2 separate regions of the Capsicum annuum genome follow, and region 2 is linked to region 1. A link is a contact called in public Hi-C data. All regions are on one chromosome and are shown on one strand. The core of a region is the stretch at or near the end of the contact, and the rest is flanking DNA. Distances in the headings are between cores, read along the strand shown. Region 1 holds the start of LOC107863814 (beta-carotene isomerase D27, chloroplastic). Region 2 has its middle 10 kb from the start of LOC107866328.

What was found. Hi-C and Micro-C count contacts between places; a contact is called where the count stands out from the background.
Region 2: a Hi-C map of leaf shows a contact between it and region 1, with 1.5 times the contacts expected there. The contact joins the enhancer-like site here to the promoter of LOC107863814 in region 1. A contact is called at or near these places in 2 of 5 Hi-C or Micro-C datasets (leaf and placenta).

Annotation. Positions count from the first base shown.
Region 1 is chr3:57,260,215-57,264,766 of UCD10Xv1.1, reverse strand. LOC107863814 (beta-carotene isomerase D27, chloroplastic) reads right to left here and starts at 1,636. Exons shown (of 7, transcript XM_016709967.2): 1 at 1,341-1,636; 2 at 1,168-1,253. The coding sequence starts at 1,587.
Region 2 is chr3:57,401,943-57,406,338 of UCD10Xv1.1, reverse strand. No RefSeq gene overlaps it. Among protein-coding and RNA genes, the nearest start is that of LOC107866328, 10 kb to the left of the region's middle. Within about 2 kb of position 2,483, at least 5 of the 5 cell types and tissues checked have an H3K27ac peak or open chromatin away from gene starts, as enhancers often do. A contact at or near this core is called in leaf, where this site is marked.

The DNA.
Region 1 (4,552 bases), core at 387-2,886:
AAATGGTATGTTTTATCTTTTAAATATAGACGTCATTAAGCAGCTTTTAATAATATGGAAAAAAGGTTTTCCAGTTGGAAATGCAATTGAGTAATAGTAGAAGTTAATAACAAGAAAGAATGACAAAACCAAAGATATGAAACTCAAATTTGAAACCAAAGTTCCTATAAATAATAACGTGCATGTTATTGTCCGCCTTGTAGAGCACATTATAATATAGGAATTTAATGTGTTCGAACTTATGAGTTACGACAATTTCTAAATTAGTGTTACTATTATGAGGACTCAGAAGTGCAAATATATGTGGGAAAAAAGTTACTCCATTATATTTTATTTGTGAAGTACGATTTTTTTAAGAATGAATAAGTAAACAGCCCCCGTCTCCCTCCACCCCTAAGTTTATCATATTTTTGTGCGTTTCACATTTAAATTATTGATTTTTCCTATTATTATTTGGACTTTAACTCCCTTAAATTAAAAATTCCTCTGTTAAATATATGGAAAAATATTTCGTATAATCTGTTGATAGACACATGGGAGATGAGAAAAATCATTAAAATGAATCCAATTGGCACAATGAGTTCATGGTAGTTTAGGAAGGTTATGTGAACACCCACTAATTTCTGTAACACTAGCAAAACACTGATAGTTTAGTGTTGGTATTAACCTACTCAGTTTTTTTTCATGTGTACTGTCACATGAAACTCTTTGGAGGAATTTTTGTGGTGTGATTTTCATGTAGAATGTTATATTTCTCTAGGGAGTATTTCAAATGAAAATCGTAAAACGTTAATAATTTTGGAGTTTTTAACCTAATTCATTTCTTTATCAGGGGGATTCAACTTGAGCCCTCTTCCTTGGATGTGGCTCCCCAACGGTCCGCAGTAATTATATTCATAAAAGACTGTGATTTAAAACACGTTAAAAAGAAGAAAAAGACAACGAAGTAAACACAGTTTTTATACAAAAAAAACCCTTTTATATACTGACATTATAATGCACTATCAATTTAATTTTTTTAACATGTTATAGCAGATGATCAAAAACCTTGATTATGCTATGAAAAAAAGATTTTCATTTAAAAAAAAGAAGATATGAAGTTGAACTTGCCAGAGAAAGAATAGGCTTAGGGAATGCCCTTTGAAGAGATTCAATAACAAGATTTACTTGATCATGTGTGGAGTTATAGTTCACATACACCACTCTTGCAGCCTCCACAAAGCTTTCATAGCCACTCTTCTTGTTTCTTAATCCTAAAATTAAGTGCTTAAAATTAATAAGTAAATAAACAAATTAATAAATAAAAGACCTGTAAGTGTTATCAGGAAGAGAAATAATACCTGTGGTAGCTTGTATACTTTGAGAGAGATGGTTAATGGCTAGATGATCGAACCAATTATCTTTATAAACATGAAAATTACTATGATGATTGTGATTAGTTGGAGGTGGCTTTGTTAACACACAACATATGGAGGATGATGCTGGATAACAATATGGTAATTTATTATAACTATTCATGATCTTTGTGTTTCTCATGGATACTCCTGTTGAAAAGCCCCTATAGTATAGAACAAGATTTGCCTCCATATTGAGAGAGAGAGAGGAGAGAAAGTGGACTAATTTATTTATATATAGACTCTATACTAGTTGTGGAAAGATGTATTTATATTGTATATTACATCCTCTATTTAAAAAAGAATGACCTATTTTTCTTTTTAATCCGTTTAAAAAAGAATGATCTCTTTCTTTTTTGAACAATACTTTAATTTCAACTTTCCACATGACATGTTTAGGATCACAAGATTAAAAGATATTTTGGTATATTTTACACAACTTTAATATAAGGTCACAAGATTCAAAAATTTATTTTATTTTCTTAAACTTTGTGCTAAGTCAAAGTAGATTATTCTTTTGAAACGGAGGAAGTAATAATTATGGGGAAGAAGTGTACATACAAACAAAAGAGAATGTAAGAGTATATCAGGCTGAGTCCAGATCTTGATGCCTCAAGTGAGTCAGGAATACTGCCCGTACCAATAATAATATAAGATAGGTTACATCATGCAACTAAAAATAATGATGGCGTAATAAAAAAAAATTGTAATACCATGAACTTAATATATATATATATATAATTAATCGTCCTTTTCATCAAATAAATAATTACTTTGATACTTCTCATAAGAATTTTAGTTTATTATAAGTAAATTAATCAAGTTTGATGCATCGATATATATATATATAATTAATCATCCTTTTCATCAAATAAATAATTACTTTGATACTTCTCATAAGAATTTTAGTTTATTATAAATAAATTAATCAAGTTTGATGCATCAAATTTAATTAATTCTTAACTTATATTTTCTTTGGAAAAGAAAAAGATAAAACAAGTTGGCAAGAAGATGCCCTTTGCAATCTTTGCTTCGAGAGAGTGCTCTCTTCTTCTATTCATTCTTTCTTATTTTTTCTTTTGAGTGGAAGACATCTTACAATGGCATCCACCAATCTTGCGTCGACCAGCAGTGATCAACAAAAAATATTACATGGCTTAATTTCAGCCCAACTTGAAATATTCATTCTAGTAGTGATTTTTAGTATAAACACCATAAACTCCATTTTCAAGCTAATTATTCTCTATTTTAATTTTTTAAATATTATTAAAAATTTTAAAAAATTATAAATGTCGAATAGATTAGTGAAATCTCAAATACATTGTATTGATCCCGATATATTGCATTAGTAAATTCGATGTTATGTATCATAATCATATATAATTCATGATACATACTGCCTCAAATACATTACTTAATTTTTTTCGGATACATATTGTCTTCACATACATCACTATCTCAAATACATTATTTAAAATATGAAATGAATGCAATTAAATAAAAAAAACATGAAATATTATACAGATATCATAAGATAATTAAGATTGTGATGTAATTTTTTTAAAACTTTTTATTGATTTTAGGATGGTGAAAATAAAAAATGAAGAGTTTTTTTTTTTTAATCAGGAGAAATAATGTAATTTGCAACACCTGTTCACATTATTGAATAGATTGTTACCTTTCTGTAAAGACATTAACACCTTTTCATATTGATAAGTTGTGCTTTATTCGATAAGACATGATAGTCTCGGTTCATTCTATTCTTTTGTTGTTATCATTCGGACGACTAGCTTCTTCCTCGACCTAAGTTTTATGAATTTCTGCTGATTTTGTTTCATTCAAAAAGTCAGATCATTGGCTAGTGGTGTTTGAGGCAGCGCTATTCAGGTAAAATATTCTTTTTTCTTTATATTATGAGGAATAAACTTGCTATATATAAATATTACAATCAATCAATTCAGATATAAACCATTTGAACAACACAATCAAAACATTGAAAAATCAAAATTCAAACATCAAAGTTTACAAATTAAAAATAAACTACAAACCATCAAAACATATTAAAGAGCTAGCTACAACTCACCCTCATCTTCCTCATTCTCATTCTCTTCCTCTTCCTCTCCTTTGTAGTATAATTCTCAAGTGGGCCTAGGCCTCATGCAACCTGAGGTGCATCACCGGGACACAGGGAAAGAATTCGTGGAGAATGAAGAAAACTATTAATCGACTCCGCATAATTTTTATTTGCAACAGTTTCCTCCTCTTTCTTTCTTGCCCTTTCAACCTGTTCAACAAGTTCTTAATGAGCTGAGAAACTGTATTTTGTAACAAAATAACAATTTCTCTATTAACTGGTGTGGTATATAAGGATCCACTGTGTGAAAGATCTAATATTCGCTATAAAGCATTTTCTTGGATAGCCGTAGACTACACCTCTAATCGAAGAACCCACACTGTTGGCAATATTCCTCTACATCTTGAGATATTGAGTTATCCTGACTTTCAGGAGGCTGAGTACTACATAATTCATTAATGTTCAGCATATATTTGTGCAATATTTAAAGTAAAGTAAAAAAAAAAATTAACAATAAAAAGATACTAAATTATTCATAGTTTTTAAATAATACAACTTTAGTTGAAAAAAATCATAAGTACGAATGTAGTTCTTACATGAGTTGCTTTTGCACGTGACTCAACCCACACATTTTCATCTATCGGGTTCTTTTTCTTTTTTTACACGGTTCTCCATGAATAACTCATGTTGTGTTACCTTCTTACCTAATTTTTTTCTGTATATGATAAAATTATTACTCTTCAAAAATAAAAATATTTAAAATAAAAATAAACAATTAAATTGATAAATGTTATGTACCATTTTATCCTTAACAACAATCTAATTGATAGCTCCGCTGTTGTAGAAAGTTACCCTTCTTAGATGCTCTGTCTTTTCTTCATTTTCCCCTCATTACTGATATTCTTCGCTATTCTAGAGAAGAAAATCTTGTCACATTTTTGGCTCTATAAACTCTGATATTTTTTTGTTATTCTAGTATAATTTAGTGGACCATTAAGTCTAAGCTTGGTTCTTCTAAAAAAATTATTTCTTATTACAAAGTGGTCATTGAATCATACAAGAAATATTTCTACAATAAAAATAG
Region 2 (4,396 bases), core at 1,234-3,733, 140 kb before region 1:
AGAAAAGACCTGGCTCTGATACCATGTCAAGAATGAACCTTGGGCCTAACTCAACCTCAAAAGCTAGCTCATGAGGGGAGGATTTCCCAAGTCCATATAAGGAGATCAATTACTCATCCTTTTTCCGATGTGGAATATTTAACATGTTGACACTAACTCAGCATTACAATAGCAATGTTTTTACACTAACTAACATCACAATACATTTAATTATGGTCAACAACACCTTAAAATCATAAGAAAAAAATAAAATCAAATATAAAGAAATTTTTATTCGTTTAGTTAAGAGTATGACAAGACAAAAACAAACAAAATATAAAAAACTCAACTGAGCAAACAAAAGTAACAAAGCATCAATCTAAAAAGTAACACCTTTTACAATTAAATTTTTACCAACCCAAGTCTAAGGAGGCAAAGAATGAAAAAATTTAAAAACCTCAACGAAAATTTGCATATGACATGTTTGAAACATCTCACTGAATATTTATATATTTTTGGACTTTCATTCAAAGAACCTCATGATGTTTGAAACATTAAGGTATAATGTTGTTAACAAAAATGCAAAAATAATGAACTTAATTACAACAAACAAACACATAGCAACAAAATATAAGGTAAAGTTATTTTGACGTTAATCTGTACATTCAGATTTAACACTTAATTATAACCTTATATTTTTTAATTCAACAAAAGAGTTTAACTAAAGAGTCAACTATAATAGTAACAAATAATATATTACAATATAATTAAATAACATAATCAAAGCAAAATTATAATTACACAAAGAACGAAAAAAGCGATAAATCTTAGATTTTTCGCTATTTCATTCAGCGATAACATATTTGGTTCGTCCGTTTCTTCGATCAAAATTTTCAACTGAAAGAGAAACACAAGAAATTATATCAATTGTTGATTATTTATAATTCATATGTAATCGTTAAAACTATTGATAAAAAGAAAGAAAAAAATACACAAAGGATGATGATGATTATAAGAAGAGGACTTCAAAAGCAAAATAAGAAAAAAAAGAAAATAGAAGTAGAAATAGAAGAATGGTGTGTTTCTAGTCAATTGTAATCCAAAATATTATTTAAATAGAATCATAAAAGTTATTTTTGTATATGAAGTAAATTTTAATTGATTTAGAAGTGTTATATATTATGATTTAGACTATTAAATTTAAAAATATTAAGTATTAGAACTTTTTGTAGTTTCAATGGGGACGAATTCAACAATTAAAATGTTTTTGGTCAAAAATATTAACTACAGACGTGACACTATAAACATGAACATATTTTACAATTTATATGGATTGAATGAATCAAAGATTCAATAACTTCAAAATATTTAAATATTAAATATCTTTTTAACCTAATTCAAATAAAGAATTACATGATTCAAATAAAGAAGAATTTAATATATAAAAATTATTTGTATCATATATTTTAGGATATTTTAATTACAAATTTTTCTAATAGCTTTTACCATATATTTTACGGAAAAGGTATAAATATACCTCCAAACTTTAATAAATGATACAAATATACCATTCGGTATACTTTGGGTACAAATATACCCTTGCCGTTAATGAAAAGGTATAAATATACCCTTATCAGTAACGACTATACACATGTCACCATCTTATTTATTTGTCCTTTTTAATTTATTTTACCCCCAAATAACTAAACCCACCCTAAATTATAATCCATACCCGATTCTCATAAATCTGACCCGACCCAATCTATAGAGAATTCAATAGACAACAGACGTGTCTCTATTCACTTGCAGATGAAGGCTGATCCGGAAGAGCTCTTTAATAGTTTTAGAATTGTTGTTCTACTAATCACGACATTATTTCTCTTTCTCAAGATTAGTTTTTCTTCATTTGATACTATCACTGTTTTTTTTTTTTTTTTTTTGCAAAATCTTGAATCAATTCTCAATGGATCACTTCCTATTGATCAGCCAGAGTGTAAGACCGTTAACCAAATGCTGTCTTCGAGAATTACTAGCACTAACAATTCAGAAAAATGCATCGATAAAACAACAAAAATGTAACTTCGTTATGGGGAAATGGGTATCATATCCAAAGGGATCATATTATACAAATGAGACAAACTGTTTGATCGATGATCGGTAGAATTGCATGAAGTATGGAAGGCCTGATAGTGATTTCATACACTGAAGATAGAAGCCAGAAGATTGTGAGTTGCCACTTTTTGATGCTAGTCCATTTTTGGAAATTGTTTGTGGCAAGACTTTGGCTTTTATCAGAGACTCCCTAGGAAGAAATCAAATGCAATCACTTGTTGCCTTCTAGCTACTATAAGCATTGAAATTTTATAAAGTGTTTTGTAGTTTGTTGTACTAATGTGCAATTAGGATGTTTTAGTTAAGCTTGAATCTTTGATTTATTAAGTTCATGGGATTCCAGCTAGATGCTTTGTACTTCATTATGTCATAGAATTGGCAAATTTCAGGGGTAGGTAATATTTGCCGAAGGAAGAAAGAACGCGTTCTGTTGTCTCTTGAATTCTCTATAGATTGGGTCAGGTCGGATTTATTAAAACCGGATATGAATTATAATTTTAGATGGGTTTAATTATTTAGGGATAAAATAAATTAAAAGGACAAACGAATAAGATGGTGACATGTGTATATCCTTTAGTGATAAGGGTATATTTGTACCTTTTTATTAACAACAAGGGTACATTTGTACCCAAAGTATAACGGAGGGTATATTTGTATCATTTATTAAAGTTCGAGGGGTATATTTGAACCTTTTTCGTATATTTTATGATTCCTTAATTATTAATTCACCTAATACCTCTTCCTATATATTTTAGGACTCCTTAATTTTAAATATTATAAATATAATAATTAATTAATAATTGTAGGATAGTGAAAAGATGATTTTATCTAAAAGAGAGATTTTTAACGAAGGGCAAGAAATTCAAATCACTTTTTAAGGGTCTTCACACTTTTAATATATTATAGATTATAGATAGATATAGATATCAATTATTTATTTTAACTATTAATATTTTCTACGCATTATTTTGGTATCAAATAAATATTGACATGTCACATTCGTGATTTAAAAATATACAAATTATTTTTTTATTACTGTTGTATTATCGTTTTTATATTATATACAATTTATTAATTTAAATATTTTTTTAACAAAATATGTTTATATTTATTAAATTATTTAATGTTTACACCCGTATTATTATTATCATCATCATCATCATCTTCATCATCATCGTCATGACTGTTGTTAATATTATAGTATTTCTTAAAATTCGTATTTTATGATTTACAAGTGCCTAATTTTACTTCAAATTATTATTGTCACTATTTTAAAGCAACTAATTTTATTTATATGGTTTATTCATAACTAATTTGGATATAAGGATTTTTATTATTATACATATTTATTAAACAATAACTTAATTTAATTTTTTTAATTTAATTTTTAGCTCAATTTTATCTAATTTATGACAAATTTAGTCTGAATTGTGTCCTATTGAGTCAAATTTTAAAATTTTCAATCCAATTTTACATAATTTTAAATCATTCATAATGTTAAATCTTAATCATTGATCAAAACTAATGCAATGATTGAGATCAACGTTTTTCCTCCTTTCCTTTTTAACCTAAAATAATACTCTAACCCTAATCCATTTTTAAAAATCAACCGCATCTCACTTGCTCTCTCTCTACTTCTCTCTCTTACCCCCGGCGATGGGCAACCATGACCGGCGAAACGCCACCGTTTCTGCGCCAGTATCATTGATTTGTTGTCATTGGGTTGACCAGTGGACGATCGATACTTCTCTCTTCCCATCTTCACTGCTCCCCGCAGTCGCCGCCTTCAACACCAACAATAGCCGCCGCTCCAGTCGGTGAAACAACCTCCTAGCTCTGACAAAACCATGGTTGCCATCACCTGTGGCCGTTGTCTCGCCAGAAGTGATGACCAGCGAGGCGCCATCAATATCCAACCGTCGCTCCGCCGTCCCTCCTCCATTTTCCGGCTCTTCTTAGACCAAACAACTACAACGATGAACCAATACAATGTCACTGCTGACAAGTGTACACCAGTGATCTTCCCCATCGATGGAAGCCCAAACCACCACTGCCGCCTTACCGCCACTTGCTCTGATCAAGTCTCTTCGAAAAAATGATGGGTTCTTGTGAACCCATGTTCGGTTTAATTCCATGTTTTATTTTAAGTCTAAGTCTCAAAACCTCTTTTATATTTTTCTTAATTTTTATAAATTTTGTGATTTGAAATTGATAAAGTTTGGTCGATAATTTTGTCAAAATTCCTTTTGATTCATGTACACCTAATCATCTGTGCTATCATGCGTGCAAATTTTCAAATTTCGTG